Regions from separate parts of the Sparus aurata genome. Here region 1 is linked to region 2. A link is a contact called in public Hi-C data. All regions are on one chromosome and are shown on one strand. Each heading gives the region's core, a stretch centred on a gene start, on an enhancer-like site or on the middle of the called end of the contact. The rest is flanking DNA. Distances are from core to core; before and after follow the strand shown.

Region 1 (3,326 bases), core at 626-3,125, 520 kb before region 2:
CTCTGCAGTTCAGTTCAAAGATATACTACTGATGCTGTCCAGTCAAATATGTGGCTACCTCAGAAATACTTTTTTTTTTTTTTAATCTCACTGTGTGCTCTGTTGTACAATAACATTATGGCTCTGTGATTTACTGTGAGATCTCTGTTTAGGGAGAATCCTTTCACAGGTGTCTTCTGCTTTTGACATTAATAGCGCACTGTTACAATAAGTAAGGAATATTGGCTCTGTAAAAGGGAAGGCTTTGAAATAAAGACAAAGGATTACAAGTCTTGGTGTCTTTTATTACAACTCTTATTTTTTTCCACTACTCACTAGTTGCACCGAATGAAAACATATATTGTTTTGTCACACAAAATTGGATTGATCCAAAGTTTGTATAGTCTGCATAAAAGGCTGAGAAGATGATGATATGGCCCTATAATATTTATGTAATGTTTTAAAACTATATTGCAATACACAGTATATACCTCAATATTTTGAAATCTCCTAAATCAGAATTTTAATGTTTACAGAATCAATGAGGTAAAAATACAAACTCAGATATATGTTGTTTTTTTTCCTTAACTGAATAAACAAGATTTTCTCAGTGAAAAAATAAGTTCCCCAGAACACTGTTTGAAGCTACAAGGTGGCAGGGTCTCCCAAATAAAAAAGTGTGAAATTGTTTTGTCCTACAAGGTCAGTTTGTTTATGCAGTTTCTTCAGTCATGAAAATGAAGAGTTTGTTTATTTAGTTTGTTTTGGCATATATATATATATATAAAAAATTATAAGTCATATATATATATATATATATATAAGTCAATCAATGAAGATCTTCCTCTTCTGATTAAAATTTCTTAGTACAAATATTCGTATTGTTGAAGTATTTTGAAAAAATATATTTGATTTTGTTGCCCTGTCCCAGAAATTATGAAGTGCTTACAAGGCTACTTTTAAAAAAATATATTGAGATGTATTTGTGTATTACAGCAAAAATAGAAGATATTGCAACATCTTCCTCTGATGATGCGGTCACTGAGGGCACTTGAAGACTTAAAAATGATGCTGGAATAACATAAGTCCCCTGGTTTTGGAGTGTTGGATAGATGGATAGGATAGGATAGGATGGATAGATAACTTTATTTATCCCCGAGGGGAAATAAGGTCATCGTAGCAGCAGTACAATACAATCAGAAATAAAAAATACAATCAGAGTGCAATACGCAATTTAAAACACTATACACTATATACAATATACAATAAGATGCTTAGCCGGTCCAGATAAATATTAAATAATATTAAATACTTAGCAAAATGAAACTTAGTGGATTTGAAGGTGCAAGATAAATTGAGAAAGGTGCATTTTTAATTACAGTGGTAAGATTTAAGTAATATGTCACTTAAATTATGTGTGTGTGTTGCCTGGGCGTTGCTGTGAAGCGTAAAGTCTGATGGCACCAGGTAGGAATGATTTCCTGTGCCGTTCTTTAATGCAGCGAGGTTGAAAGAGTCTGTTGCTGGAGTTCATGCCAGCTTGAATGCATACTGTCATTAAAGGGGGGCATATCAGATTCTAAGATATTCTGAAATTACTGGCCATATTTGAGAAATTGAACTTTTTTCAGGAGATGTTATCATGTGCAATGAAAATGCAAAATAAAAGTATTTTGACCAGTGCTCTGAGACTTTTGTGCCCTCCCGTATGTTTAGCTATAGAAATATTGTTGTTTTTTTGTTTTTGTTTTAAAATTCAGACTTCATAGTGATTTCTGTAGAGACACAGTCTATCTTCTTCAACAGTTGTCTGTCAGCGTTCAGTAGTTATTTCCCTATTCTCCCTGCAGAGGTCCACGCTTCTGTTTTCATACCCGGAAACACGATCAGAGTGAGAGCTCTTCCACTGATGGCCTGTCTCTGCTCTACAGCCTACAGTGTGGACGTCACGCGTTGAGCGGCGCATGGAAGTTCGTCACCGTCGCTGTTGGACCTGCTGGAGCTTTCGAGGTTCTGATCGGTTCCATTTTTGTTTGGGTTTCAATTCAGACCCCCAGCGTCGGCCTCCAGACCAGTTAGCGATCAAAATACCGTGAGGATTTTGTTCATCTTTAAACGAACACCAGCAACCGCTCTGTAAAGCGAAAGTTGAGAGTCGAGATGAGTGTGGAGGCGTACGGGCCGAGCTCCCAGACCCTCACCTTCCTGGACACCGAGGAAACGGAGCTGCTCGGAGCGGACACCCAGGGCTCCGAGTACGACTTCACCGATTTCACCCTTCCCAGCCAGACGCAAACTCAAGGCCAGACCCAGAGCCAGCTAGACAACCAGGTATGAAGCTCCCAGCGTTACAGGAAGGGGCAATAAAGCGCGGTTAATAGACGTTAGCGGCAGTTAGCTAGCTTACCTAGCGCTACTTGCTAGCCTGCTATTAGTGGATCTTGCGTTTCCCAGCTTCGCGTTAGCTAGCTGTTGCCGTTAGCTTACTGCTAGCTAGCAAGCCATTAACTAAACTCCCAAAGTGATATTGGCTGTCTTAGCACGCTTGTTTTGAACTGCTCAAAGAAAACTAGACTCACAGGCGCATCTTCAATGGACAAAGACGAGCTTCATGATAATTGACAGTCTGTCAACTAATAATTATCTGGCTTTTCCGCGCCGTGTCCCCTAGCCACTAGCTGCTAAACTTTAGCATTCAGTTTGTTTTGTTAAACTTGTGTTGTGCTGCAGGTAAATGGTCCTGATGAAGGTCTTCACAACGGTGGAGTGGATGACTCTGTGGCCAAAGCCAGCCAGCTGTTGGCCGAACTCAACTTTGAGGAGGATGAAGAGGACACATACTACACCAAAGACCTGCCTGTGCACGCATGCAGGTACAGTGACAGGAGCCACACGACAGGGCTTCAGTTAACTGCAGATCACTGAGGGACTGATTTCAGTATAGCCACACGTTATTTTCATGGCGATTACACAGTGCTGTATTAATAATACCTAGTTGTATTTGGTCCTTGCTGTAACACACCACTTACAGGCAATAAAGCCCCTAAAAGACAGTCATTAGCCTCATTAATAGTTAAAACTCTTCTGAGAAGCACAGTTATGAGAGTGTATAAGTAGTACTCAATCAGGACTTGCACATCACTGACGAAACATTATTGGAAGTATAATACTGACATCTGTTCTATTTAAATGAACAGATATAGATATAGGCACACAAGAAAAAAGATCAATGGTTGCTTTTGGAACTGATAGAGAAGAAATCTGCAAGCTAGCGGTGTCGTCTTGGTGATATTTTGTGTAAAATATGATTGTCTCCCAGCCTTGTTTTAGCTGGGCAGATTTCTGAT
Region 2 (3,392 bases), core at 143-2,642:
AAGTTTACAATAGAATAAAACTGCAGAGTATCTTCAGATATGAAGGGCTAAAAACAGGAATTATTCGGATTCACTTTTCTCACAGTATACCAGTGATCGCACCCCAAATCACTCTCAGACATTATCCAATTCAAGGTCAAAAACACAGATATATATGTCATGCTTCAGTCATGGTTCATGAATTTGAAGTCACAAGTCTCTTCTTCAGGTTGGAAGCAAGAACACTGACTGTAGTGATGTTATCCAGAGAAAGATCCAGGAGCTGATCCACAGACAGTGAAACAAATGCTGTGACACCATGACTGAGGTATGGGTACATTTTCTACCAAACAGCTGTAAGTCAGCTGCAGTCATATTAAACTTGATAGAGTGGAATATGTCCAACAGAAGACACTAATGCTCAGCTTCAAAAAGACACCTGATGGCTTCATTACCTCAGATACTGATGATCTGAGGTAACGAATCTCCTGCTGATGATCTCCTCAGCAGAGGAGACAGTTGATAGTGCTTGTGATAATGCCTTAATGGTCCAACACTCTCAATACAATGCTGCTCTATTCTCTGTTAGGTTCGATTTTCACATTAATTACTGCAGTAAAACAGTCATTGCTGCTCCCACTGGTGTCTGCAGGCCTGGATGGAGACACATCACAGTCTTAACAGCAGCAGCGGGCTAGCTTGGTATGGCAGCCTCTATTTAACCAGCTCCTTAGCCGTCATATAGTAAGTTAAATAAAATTAGCCAGGTGTTATGTCTGAAAGGGCTTCTTTTTTTTTTTTTTACAGAAACACATAAACAGCAGACTCGTAGAACGGCTAGTCTCCTCTCACATCAGCTAGCTAATGCCAACAACACAGAGAGAAAGACAGGCATGACAAAATTAGCTAACGGCAAAACTACTTGTCAGTCACCACAGCATTTTCATCACTGCGGATATAACAACATTGTCAGTCACAAGCAACACCCGCAGACCAGGTGCTAGCTGTCGGAACAGATGAGTGCAGGCTAAACAGGAAGTACCTATGTGTGCCAGGCTAGTGCGGTGAGCTAACTAAGGCTAAGTTTGGCTAACGCTAACCAGCCCGAAGTCCAAAACAGTTGGACCACTATTTGAAGGAGCGACCTCTCTCAGCAACACCCCGCCCGGCTCCGGAGCAAAATGACAGGAGCGAAGAAGGAAAGGCACATTTCTCTTCTCAACGAGTGCAAACATTATTCTGAAATGCTCATAAATGTTGAAAAAAGAGCTGTCAACTTACTTGTTTAGACCGTTGTGGAGTTGCTCGCTAGCTGTCAGAAGAGTTGCAACGAAGATCGTATATGTTTAATCAGATGAATCACTCGGGAGTTTAGTGACACGCCTTCCGGTTTGGAATGTTAGAGTTAAAGTCACGCATGCGCAGTAGTCCTGCAAATCTACTAGCTCGCATTTTCTCAACCACTGGACAATAATTTCTGTTTCGGAATTTGGCATTTTTACTAGTTGAGATTTGCCTTATCGGTGTATAGTTATGCACACATACATTCAGATTTTGAACCATATGCGGATTAAGTTTTAGTTTGAAAGTATCAAAACTTATGAAAGCTATCAAGGGTCATGTTTTACCTAAAGGGGGATTCTGACAGGAAGATAAATGAATGCTTTGTTCTGAAAAAATGAATTTCAGCACATGGTGGTGGTTGTTTGCCACATGACAATCATTAGCTATGGATCAAAGTTCATGCTGTCTCCAGAGTTCATGAGCATGGTTTGCTTTCTGAATTCTGAATTCAAACTGAAATAAATATGAGGACAGTTATGGGTGGGGAGTATTTTAAATTAAAGGCATAATGTGTGTGTGTGTGTGTGTGTGTGTGTGTGTGTGTGTGTGTGTGTGAGTGTGTGTGGAGTCCTGTCAATTATCACACAAAGAGCCATTTCAAGCCATTACAAATGTTTAATTGTCAAAAGTTAACACTGTCAAATATTACTGTTTCTGTATTTGTCAGGTATGATATCTGTTTTAACCACATTTCTAAAAAGCTTTTTTTTTCTTTTTCTTTTTTTTTTTTTTTACTGTTTTTCAAAGATAGATAGTTAAGTAAGTAGTAAAATATATAGTTAATACAATACCCAAATAAACAGTGACAATGGATTCTTATCTGTTGCAATGGAAAAACAACATGAAGAAACACTGGTTGTATTTCACTGAACCCCTTCAGAGATTCCAGCTTACACTTTTCTGGACAGATTTCCAAAAAGTCAAACTTGTCAAACTTAGGTTACGAAATGTCTTTTTACCAGTCTTGTATACATTTTTTTGCCCTTTCAAGTTAATCCAGAAAAAAACCCAAGATTCAGGTGTAGAATGCTCTTGAGAGCTCATACTGTGTACCGTTAATGAGAAATTTATTAAAAAATAAATGACGTAGCAGCTGATCAATGGATTCTAATTATATGTGCTAAGAGGTTGGCAAGTGCCTCTTTGCTTAATGCTTGAGTGATAACAGCGACAAAAGCCTGTCCAAAAATCTTGCTGAGTTATCCGATATTCTCCAGAATCCTGCTGTACAGAAACATAACGATAAATATCACAGCGAGTATTATTGTGAGTGGCAAGCATGTAAGAAAATGGGCTCTGTGAAACAGTTTTCAGTCACATAAATATGCACTCTTGACTTTTCCACAATATGAAAAACAACTTGAAAATAAATGACATGGTTATTTGCATTTTAAAGATCCAACATGAGAGTAGTACAGGAGTATAGGAGGAGTGTGTCGACAAAATAGCACAAACTAGTAAATCACACTCCCTCGTTCAAAATACATCATGTTCAAATCCCAGGGTGCATCTCTTTACGTCAAGAACACAGTGGGACCAAGAGATGCAGTCATTGCTTTCTGGTTATTATTTACATTTTAAACTTTTTGCATCACTGTCAAAAGACAAATTCCCTCTTTCATTCATTCCAAGTTCAAGGGCTTAGGCGTCCTTGGCCGTTCACAGGTTTATACTTCAGGAAGTAAGCAGGGGCAAGCCAAGAGGCTTTGAACTACTGCATCCACTATCCTGTTTTAAATGCTTGCATGTTTATCTACATTTGCAGCCCCGTGACATCTCACTCTGTGTGTATCGTGCTTACAGTATTCCTCCAGATGCAACAGCCGCTGAAAGGAGATGACCGGAGACGAAGAGCTGCAGTAGTTTGCCGGCTTGCATAGAGATTGCTCCAGTCGTTTGCTCTCCTCCACCTTTCCTGTGACTCAAGCATGCTTCCAGAGATCCAGAAAACTGCAGAGGGGATGTTGACTTTTCCCTTTCGTTTTGCCCTTTTTCAATTGCTTTCTATTTATTACTTCATCAGACAATTTTTTTTTTGCCTTTCTGGCAGTCATTGGGGTTTTGTGTGT

The links. A called contact is a pair of places that touch in the nucleus more often than the background predicts.
Region 1: a Hi-C map of an unstated tissue shows a contact between it and region 2, with 13 times the contacts expected there. The contact joins the promoter of LOC115591111 here to the promoter of rabgap1l in region 2. A contact is called at or near these places in 2 of 2 Hi-C or Micro-C datasets (skeletal muscle and an unstated tissue).

Annotation. Positions count from the first base shown.
Region 1 is chr11:24,193,372-24,196,697 of fSpaAur1.1, reverse strand. It overlaps LOC115591111 (regulator of nonsense transcripts 1), which reads left to right and starts at 1,875. Exons shown (of 24, transcript XM_030432786.1): 1 at 1,875-2,310; 2 at 2,710-2,852. The coding sequence starts at 2,140. LOC115590751 (pyroglutamyl-peptidase 1) reads left to right here. Exons shown (of 5, transcript XM_030432127.1): 5 at 1-269.
Region 2 is chr11:23,668,084-23,671,475 of fSpaAur1.1, reverse strand. rabgap1l (RAB GTPase activating protein 1-like) reads right to left here and starts at 1,392. Exons shown (of 26, transcript XM_030434354.1): 1 at 1,261-1,392. It overlaps fam163ab (family with sequence similarity 163 member Ab), which reads right to left. Exons shown (of 4, transcript XM_030432144.1): 4 at 1,924-3,392.